Regions from separate parts of the Danio rerio genome. Here region 2 is linked to region 1. Evidence: chromatin contacts called from public HiCAR-type data. All regions are on one chromosome and are shown on one strand. The core of a region is the stretch at or near the end of the contact, and the rest is flanking DNA. Distances in the headings are between cores, read along the strand shown.

Region 1 (4,649 bases), core at 577-3,076:
AGTTATTGTATAACGATTTGTTCTGTAGACCATCAAAAAAATATAGCTTAAAGGGGCTATTAAAATTTACCTTAAAATGTTTTTTTTTTTTTTTTTTAAACTGCTTTTATTGTAGCCAAAATAAAACATATAAGACTTTCTCTAGAAGAAAAGAATGATCAGACATACTGTGAAAATTTCCTCGCTCTCATTTTGGAAATATTTAAAAACCAAAAAAATGTGTAAAAATTAATGGGGGCTAATAATTCTATTTTTAACTGTATATGACACAAACGAAGATTATACAAAATTTATACATTAAATATTCCATGTGAGTGATATGATACTTGAAATTAACTATTGAAGTGCTGTAACAGCTGAAGTAAATTATTCTAATTATTCAACTACCTAAGCTAGATATCTAAAAAAATAATCTGAAGACGATTTGAAAATATTTTTTGTACATTTGATGCTATTGAAATTCTTGAAGTGTTATATTTAATACATATAGAATAAATAAATAAAAATTGAAAATTCAGTGGTGAGCCCTAAAGCCCTAAATTTGTGTTGTCATTTCATGTGTTTTTCAATTATATATACCATACAAAAGTTTGATTAGTGTCAAAGTACCTGGAAAGCGTCTGCAAATTGCAGTATATTACTATTTACCTAACATTTGATTTAAGGTTGATTAGTGTTTTGAAATGAGTCTCCTCAAATATTTTTTTTAATTATGCAAGAAAGAATATTTACAAACATATAATAAGAACAAAGAGAAAAAGAAGGGTTACATAAATAAAATTCCAGCAAATTAAACAAGTTTAAATGTTTTTCTCCAAGAAAAAGTTTTACATGCAATATATGTATTAGTCTTTTAAGGAGATGATTTATAAATCAAAATACTTTTTGAAAATACAAAGTAAAGTTTTTTTTTTTTTTTTTTTTTTTGAAAATGTACATTTATGGATGTAAAATTTAGCCAGAAAAGCAATAAATTAATAATAAATTTACTATGAGAAGGATCTTAGCTCAGAGAGTAAGCAAAAAATTAATTTTTGGGGGAAATACAAAAGTTTGGAAATGAGAGTTTATTTATGAAATTGGAAAGGTCAACCCAAAACACTTTACAGTAAGTGCACTGCAACAATGAAGGATTTAGTATTTCATAATATTGAGCACAAAATAAGCATTTAGAGGAAATATTGTTATTAAATTTAGCTAGTTTAGTTTTTATTAGGTAACAGTTATACATAATTTTAATTGAGACCTCGATAGCGTTATAAAAATATAAATAAACTTTTTTTTTTTCAGAAGAAGCCAAAACTGTTCCTAATCGATGTTATCAAATATATTATTCCAAGATCTCTTCGAACATTTAAACAGTAAATAGTGTTACGTATGACGTAATCAAAACAGTGATACTTTATATCTTGCCTTTGCCTTAGATGTTTTAGAAATCCTTCTTGGTGCTTAAGAAACAAATAATATCCCATACCATCATTTTGGCAACTGAAACGCAATATTGGCGTTTATTAAACTATAAAGCAAAAAAGAGAAAATGTTGACTAACATACTCTCATTATCCATTTCAGTATTGTCAGGTCAGGAGAAGTTGCCACGTGTTTTCAGTAATAAATGTACTTTTTTATCAAAATATTTTTACAAAATTTCTTTACCAAAACAAATGCTTTGGGGTTTTAATACGATGACTTCAACCTTTGTACAATTTCATGAATGGTTTTGGGTTTCATAATAAGTGTCCCGCTTAAATTTGCCACTGCGCAGCTGAAGCAGTTTCTCCTCGTGCATGTGAAACTCGTTGCAGTAAAGGTGCACGCACGCGCATGCGCAGGTCTCTCCGTCTTTTGTTGGAAGGGAATGACTGGCGTTTTTAATGCTCTCCGCTCCAGCATCGCTACATTTCTAGTCGAATCCTCTGAATAAAGTACAGAGGCCGGATTCAACTCTTGAAGAGGATTTGGTGATTGAAGACGGTGTGCCGAAGCGGTCGATTGTGTGATCAGAGCGTTTGGGTGTGGAGTTGTTTTATTTTTTTCCATGTGTGTCAAGCTGATGCAAAGCTAACGTTAGACGGCCTGACAAAAGTTCTAGGTTCAGATTAACATCTCCGCTTACTTCGTAATAAATGACGGGCCAAAAAATAGGTTTTGTTCTCGAACTAAAGCGACGTTTATAGGTTTTATGAAATAATAAAGATCGTTTCAATGAATCGGGCAACTCCGTAGCGTTAGTTCCGGTTAACTTTGTGTGCCGCTGGAAAGTGAGTCATTCATCCAGCTAAACTCTCTTAGACGACTCGATTCAACGTAAACGAGTTTGTAACGAATAGATTTGTTTATATTTACAAGAACGTTAGTAATTGCGTGTATTTATGCGTGTACTTCGTCAACGTTTTTGTTACGCTAGCCTGTTATAGCTCTTCAGCTAGGTCACATGTGTTAGCCTTCAACTTGCTCTGTTAAATCTATTCAACTTACAAGTTACCGGGCAAATTAATCATTTCTATAAACGCTTTGGTAACGTTAAGCAGCTAACTTAATGTTTTACCTCGCTTGACGAGATAGCCATTATGGTTTTTTTTACGAAAAACGTCGTTGTGGTTAATCCAAGCTAACTTGATAGTCAAAGTTTGTTTTTTTGTTTGTTTGTTTTTTTTTTTTACCTCAATTGTAAACGTTTTGGGAAAACTTGATATTTGTGTTTCACAGAGCAAAGGTGCTACAGGTTTGATACGACACGTGTATGAGCAAACGATGATTCATCCACATTTGAATGAAATCTTCCATTAGGAGCTCTAAAAACGTTCTGTTTTTGTAATTGCACTGTATGGCTTCTTTTCATTTTAAAACATGGTACCTTGGAATACAATGTACAAAAACATTATCTAACTTATGTCGAAGTACTATCATGGCAATACCTTCTGTTCTCCACTACATGTGCCATGTGCTCTTTCATGTGCAAGCACATGCTGGTGATAACACCATGTTTTCTCTGCACAGAAACTTCTTCGATAACCCATCATGGCTGATCTGGATACTGATTTCACCAGTGGAGATGCTGGAGCTTCCCTGACCTTTCCCATGCAGTGCAGTGCCCTGCGGAAGAACGGCTTTGTGGTGCTCAAGGGACGTCCATGCAAAATTGTGGAGATGTCTACCTCCAAGACTGGCAAGCATGGACATGCCAAGGTGTCGTATTAATAAACTTACTGCCAAAAGCTTTTGATCGAAGGCCAAAAGTCATGACCCATGCATATTATCAAACTTGTAATCATTATTAATACTTCATTTCATTGCCAGGTGCACATGGTTGGAATTGACATATTTACTGGAAAGAAAAATGAAGATATCTGTCCCTCCACCCACAACATGGACGTTCCTAACATCAAGAGACAGGATTACCAAGTGAGTTCTAACAAATTTAACAGTTTTTTTTAATTATTATTATTCCACAATGGAAGCATCTACATTTGATTTGCTGTGGCATTTTAAATAATGTGCTTTTTTCTCCCTGCTTTCCTATTGCAAAGTTGGTTGGCATTATCGATGGTTACCTTTCCCTTATGAAGGACAATGGAGACTTGCGTGATGACCTCAAGCTGCCTGAAGGCGATCTGGGCAAAGAAATAGAGAGCAAATTTGAATCTGGAGATGAATTTCTGGTTTGTAACTTTGCTTTCAGATTTATGTCTAACCTGAGCTAATTTTTAAAAAAAAAATTATTGAAGATATACTTAAGATTAAGACCATTTAAATCCTAGCAATCCTTTGTTGAAATAAAAACTGAGCATCTGTTTAAAAAGATGCTTTCATGTGTTTAATTCAAAAGTCATTTACATTCTAGAACTCATAATTTTAAGTTGTAAAGCCCAAATTTTCCCTAAATTTCTAACGCTTCTCTTGGAAATTCACAAAATAGCTGTGGCTTCAGAGGAATTTAATAGCATTAGGTAGTTCATTTATGTAATGTTATATTGCTTAAGCCTGCCTCATTGAAGACTAAAAAACACACCATTTAGATTGGAATTCTAATACTGCATATTCATTAAGATAACCATTATTGATGTACATGTGTATGAACTGCATATTAAATGTGTAAGAAGCAAGGAAACATTAGCTTCATCAACTTTTAATGTTTATTAGTTGACTTAATTCATTTAGCTTATCTATATATTTTTAGATACTTGACAGATACTTTAACAACAAAGTAAAATCTGCTTTATAAACTTGTACAGGTTTAAGTAAATTATTTGTTTCATGTGATTGTATTGCAATAACAGGGACATGGAAAGAAATAATGGTTGAGAACCAATTTTGATCAGCTTAGAGTGGCATTGGATCACCAAGGGGAAAAATATCACAGGAACCCTAAGTTGTATCATTTTGAGAGTTGCAAATGTCACATTTAGGTTTTTACATTAGAGGTGTTGGTCTTCACTTGGCATTTGAATACAATTCGGAGGGTAATCGTTCGTCAACTTTTATTTAGGCATCTATGCTATTTAGTCTATTTTATATTAAATACTATATTAATATAGTACATTTCTTTGTAAAGCTGTGCAATTTGGCCTAAAATCAAAAGCTCGATTAATTAAGCATTATTTTATTTTTAAATAGTTTTTGCTCTTATAGTTCACAGTTTCGTGCAGT
Region 2 (4,649 bases), core at 1,024-3,523, 160 kb after region 1:
CCAAGAATCGATGCTGTGACCATTAGAGCTCGAGACGTCTGGATGTATGCTTAATGAAGAAAAGAAAGGTGATTTTAGTCATGAATTCAGAAAAGTGAAATGAAAATGCTGAATTGTAATGATTTTTAGAATTTTGTTACACTAAAAACTCCTGGTTGCCTTTAATTTTTAAGCTGAATCAAATTAACCGTATGAGTCCATTGAACTTATATGATGTTTAACTAACTTAAAACTGTTTGCGTAACTTAAGTAAAATTAAGTTAGAACATGTTTAGCTTAGTTTAATAAGTTACAAAGACCTAAAACGTATGCTGTCAGGACTAATTGATCGTATATTTTTTACAGTGTAGTTATTTTTATACAGGATGTAAAAATACACTTTTAAAAAGATAATACATTATTTGTTTGTAAATTGTCACAAGATTTTAGGAAATATAATTTTTTTTTATTTGACATTCATCTAGAGTTGGTTGAGAACCCCTTTAGAAAAGGAATATTTTTTATTCATTTCTCAGTAAATATATTGACAATAAGTTTAATTTTGGAGCATTTAAGCAGCATCTTTAGGAATAAATAAAAGAGAAAACATTTAAATTCAAACGAGTCATTGCAAATAAAAAACTACAAAACTAAAAAAATTCAACTGAATTTGATATATTTTGTGTTTCTCTTTATTTTTCCTGTTTATTAAAATGTTATTTAATATTTTCCTTAACATTAATTTGGGTGTAATTTTTTGACTTATCTTATGTGTGTGTTTTTTTATCTCATGTGGGTTTTTTATCTTATGTGTTTGTTTGTTTGTTTGTTTGTTTGTTTGTTTGTTTGTTTGTTTGCTTAGATTTGTTCCAGTTTTAGATTTGGTGCTCAAATAGTTTAATATTGTTAAGCCTCCTTATAATCAAAATTATTAATTTAAAAGAGAAATCTGTAATGGATTTAACCATTTATACACTATATGAAACAAAGATTATTGAAATGTGTTTTGCAAAAAAAGTGCTTTTACAGTTTTCGACATTAACTCTTTCAATTGAGTTCAAGGTATTATTAGCTTTTGAATTGTTTGTGAAATTGTCTAGATTCTGCTCTAATAATTTAATCTGTAAACTTTAACTTTAAACTTCAATTATACAAAAATAAATAAAACTTTAAAAACAATTCATATTATATTAATATAGCCTAATATTTTTATTTTATTACAATCAAGAGTGGATTTAGTGACTTGGGGTCCTAAACAATTACAGCCAGGGGGCCAAAATATCTAAAATGCACCTTGTGTACTTTTTGTGTCGATTTTTTATTTTGTTGTGTTTTTTATATAATTCGATATCAATTTCTACATTGTATCATAATGTAAAATAGTAATAACATGTCAAGCACCTTGTAAAATGTTTTAAAACGATTTGTTTTCTTAAGATGAATTCACAACTAAACCTGCTAAATAATAAACTATTTCGTTTTTAAAACTAACTCTATACTAATTAGACCACAAGACTGCTCCATGATTAAAGAAAGGGGACACATTTGCCCAGATGTAATTACATTTATTCAACAACAATTACGTCAAAATAAAAAAATTTTAGACCCTCTCCGTACAAAATATGATAGAAAGTATGTTATATCTAATTTATACTATCATGTATACTTATTTGGAGACCCTCAGATTTACTGGCGCCCTTAAGCGGCCGCTTACCTTGATTATTGCTTAAATCCGCCCCTGATTACAATAAACATGCCACTACTTAGCACTTTTCATTGGCATTTTATCTTTATTCTAACAAATAAGAAAACAGCTTTGTCTTTTACGGTTTTCAATCTTGGTAAGAAATTAATAAAATAGATAAACTCTTAAGAAGTATCTTTGTTTTTGTTTTGTTTTTTGTTGTTTTTTTTCAGACGTACCTGGAAGCTCGAGAATCTGCGTGAGTGTGATGCAGTGATAAAGCGCAGTTGAGATCACACAGTCTGCCCACAACCCCTTGGCCTCCAGTTCATCCATCTTCCTGCAGGTGTTCATTTGATATTTACAGGTGAAGACCCATTCGTTAGTGGCAGTGGCGACGATTAGCCCGATCCAGCCGAGAAAACTCATCACAAAACCCGTGAACTGTAAGCAAGTATTGGCCATGGTGTACAGTGTGCGCAAAAAAAGTGTCCAACAGGCAAAAAAAAGTCCACTTTTAAACAATCTGTTGATCTAAAGCCAAACAAGTTAACTTGGTAGAATAAATCAGATGATGGTATCCAGGCGTGTTAATCCATTGTGTAAAAAGTGATGATGAGTTGTAGATCCTGATTGCGCGCAGTTTTCTGAGTTGATATAATAAGAGAGTCCCGTTAGTTGAGCGATTTATATTGTAGACACAAAAAACGTCAGCCAATCACAGGACAAGAGGCAAACACCAAGGTTACTCCTTATCCCTCGTTTCACGTCATTCTCCTGTTTTCCCCTAAGGTTATTGTCTGTAATGTAGCCGGCTAAAGAATACATGAAGAACGTGTAAAAGTGACGAATTGCTTTATTTACAGACCACTCCTCAAAAGTGCGAGTTTGAATTGACTAAATGTTAGAGTTTTGTTTTCTCAGGTGGTTTTTGATAGTCCAGCAGCACCTCTGAGTGAAGCTGAATATTTGATGTATGCTGCCCTCTGGTGGCTTATTTCTCAGGTTGTTTAAGTATAAAAATCAAAGTAACACATTTAGTTTTGTTTTAAATGAACTCAGATAGATCACCCAAAAAACTGATAATTCTGTCATCATCGTTTTCTCTCTCCTGTTCAAAACACAAAAAAGAAGATATTTTAAAGAAAGCTGGAAACCTGTAACCATTGACTTCATTAGTATTTGTTTTTCCTAAGCCAGGGAATGTCCAAGCTTGGTCCTTGAGGGCCGGTTTCCTGCTAATTTTAGCTCCAATTTGCTTCAACACACCTCCCTGGAAGTTTCTAATATACCTAGAAAGAGCTTGATTAGCTGGTTCAGGTGTGTTTACTTGGAGTTGTCCTTAGCCGATAGTTACAGGTTTTTAGCTTTCTTCAAAATATCTTGTTTTGTGTTTAACAGAAGAAAGAAACTCATAACAGTTTATAAACACTTGAAAGTGACGAAATAGTGAGAACAATATAATTTTGCTTGGGAACTGTCCCTTTAAGATTGTAATATGTTAATTTTCCCTCTAATGCTGCTTGCTATGCGCATATTTAAATGTTCCCACTGAAGATTTTTTTGCTGTTATTATGTAAATCAAACATAGAGAGTATTTTTGTAGACAAGAAAACACTATTTCAGTTTATTTTTACCAAACTTTAACATTTAATTACTGCTGATTGTTTTAAATGTGGCGACGCAGTGGTGCAGTAGGTCAGTTGGCATTTTTTGTGTGAAGTTTGCAAGTTCTCTTTGCGTTTGCGTGGGTTTCCTCAGGGTGCTCTGGTTTCCCCCACAGTCCAAAGACGTGTGGTACAGGTGAAATGGGTAAACTAAATTGGCCATAGTATATGTGTGTGAATGTGTATGGATGTTTCCCAGAGATGGGTTGCACCTGGAAGGGCATCCACTGTTGACAACATATGCTGGATAAGTTGGAGGTTCATTCCGCTGTGGAGACACCAAATAAATAAAAGAACTTAGCCGAAAATGAATGAATGAATGAATGAATTATTAATTAATTAGTTTTAATTGTTGAACATTTCAAGAGACAAGCCTCGTCTGAAAGTTTGAAGTAGTTTTAAAGTTCAAATAATTGAAGTAGTTTTAAACAGTTGGCATAGAAAGGGATAACATATATGTTAGCATGTTTTTTTCAGTTTTCAGTTCTGAGTGGATGCTAAGGTGTTGCTAATTGGTTGTTAGGGTGTTCTGAATGGTTACTAATGTGTTGCTTGGGTGTTCAGAGTGGTTGCTAGGTGGTTGTTAAGGCCTTGCTAGGGTGTTTTAACTGGTTGTTAAGGCGTTGCTAGACGGTTGCTAAGGTGTTCTAAATGGTTGATAGGCGACTGCTAAGATTTTGCTAAGCGCTTGCTAGGGTATTCGAGGTTGCTGTTAATGTATTGCTAAATGATTGCTAGGGTATTCTGAGTGGTTGATAGGTGGTTGCTAGGTTGTGCCTATGCCATTGCTAGTGTGTTCTGAGTAGCTGCTAAGGCATTGCTAGGGTGTTTTACGTGGTTGCTAGGGTGTTCTGAGTGGTTGCTAAGGCGTTGCTAGGTAGAAGCAAAGATGTTGCTAGGTGGTTGCAAAGGCATTGCTAGGTGGTTGCTAAGGTATGGCTAGGCGGTTAATAAGGTGTTGCCAGGTGGTTGCTAGGGTGTTCTTAATGGCTGTTTAGACATTGCTAGTCAGTTGCTAAGGTGTTTTGAGTGATTGCTAGGCATTTGTTAAGGTTTTGCTAAGTGGTTGCTAGGGCGTTCCAGGTAGCTGTTAAGGTGTTGCTAGGTGGTTGTAAGGGTGTTCTGAGTGGTTGCTAAGCGTTGCTAGGTAGTTGCTAAGGCGTTGCTAGGTTGTTCTGAGTGGTTGCTAAGGTGTTCTGAGTGGCTGTTAAGGCATTGCTAGGTAGTTGCTGAGGTGTTATGAGTGGTTGAAAGGCGGTTGCTAAGGTTTTGCTAAGCAGTAGCTAGGGTGTTCTAGGTTGCTCTTAAGGTGTTGCTTG

What was found. HiCAR-type assays count read pairs that join an accessible place to other places.
Region 2: a contact with region 1 is called in a HiCAR-type map of caudal fin, with 7 times the contacts expected there. The contact joins the promoter of cldn11a here to the promoter of eif5a2 in region 1. A contact is called at or near these places in 6 of 18 Hi-C or Micro-C datasets (caudal fin, embryo, fibroblasts and 2 more) and 3 of 4 datasets of contacts at active chromatin or transcription factors (caudal fin, embryo and gastrula embryo).

Annotation. Positions count from the first base shown.
Region 1 is chr2:29,175,174-29,179,822 of GRCz12tu, forward strand. eif5a2 (eukaryotic translation initiation factor 5A2) reads left to right here and starts at 1,827. Exons shown (of 5, transcript NM_213262.1): 1 at 1,827-2,012; 2 at 3,000-3,188; 3 at 3,300-3,404; 4 at 3,530-3,661. The coding sequence starts at 3,021. It overlaps slc2a2 (solute carrier family 2 member 2), which reads left to right. Exons shown (of 11, transcript NM_001042721.1): 11 at 1-513.
Region 2 is chr2:29,336,997-29,341,645 of GRCz12tu, forward strand. It overlaps cldn11a (claudin 11a), which reads right to left and starts at 2,274. Exons shown (of 3, transcript NM_001002624.1): 1 at 1,903-2,274; 2 at 1-49. The coding sequence starts at 2,128.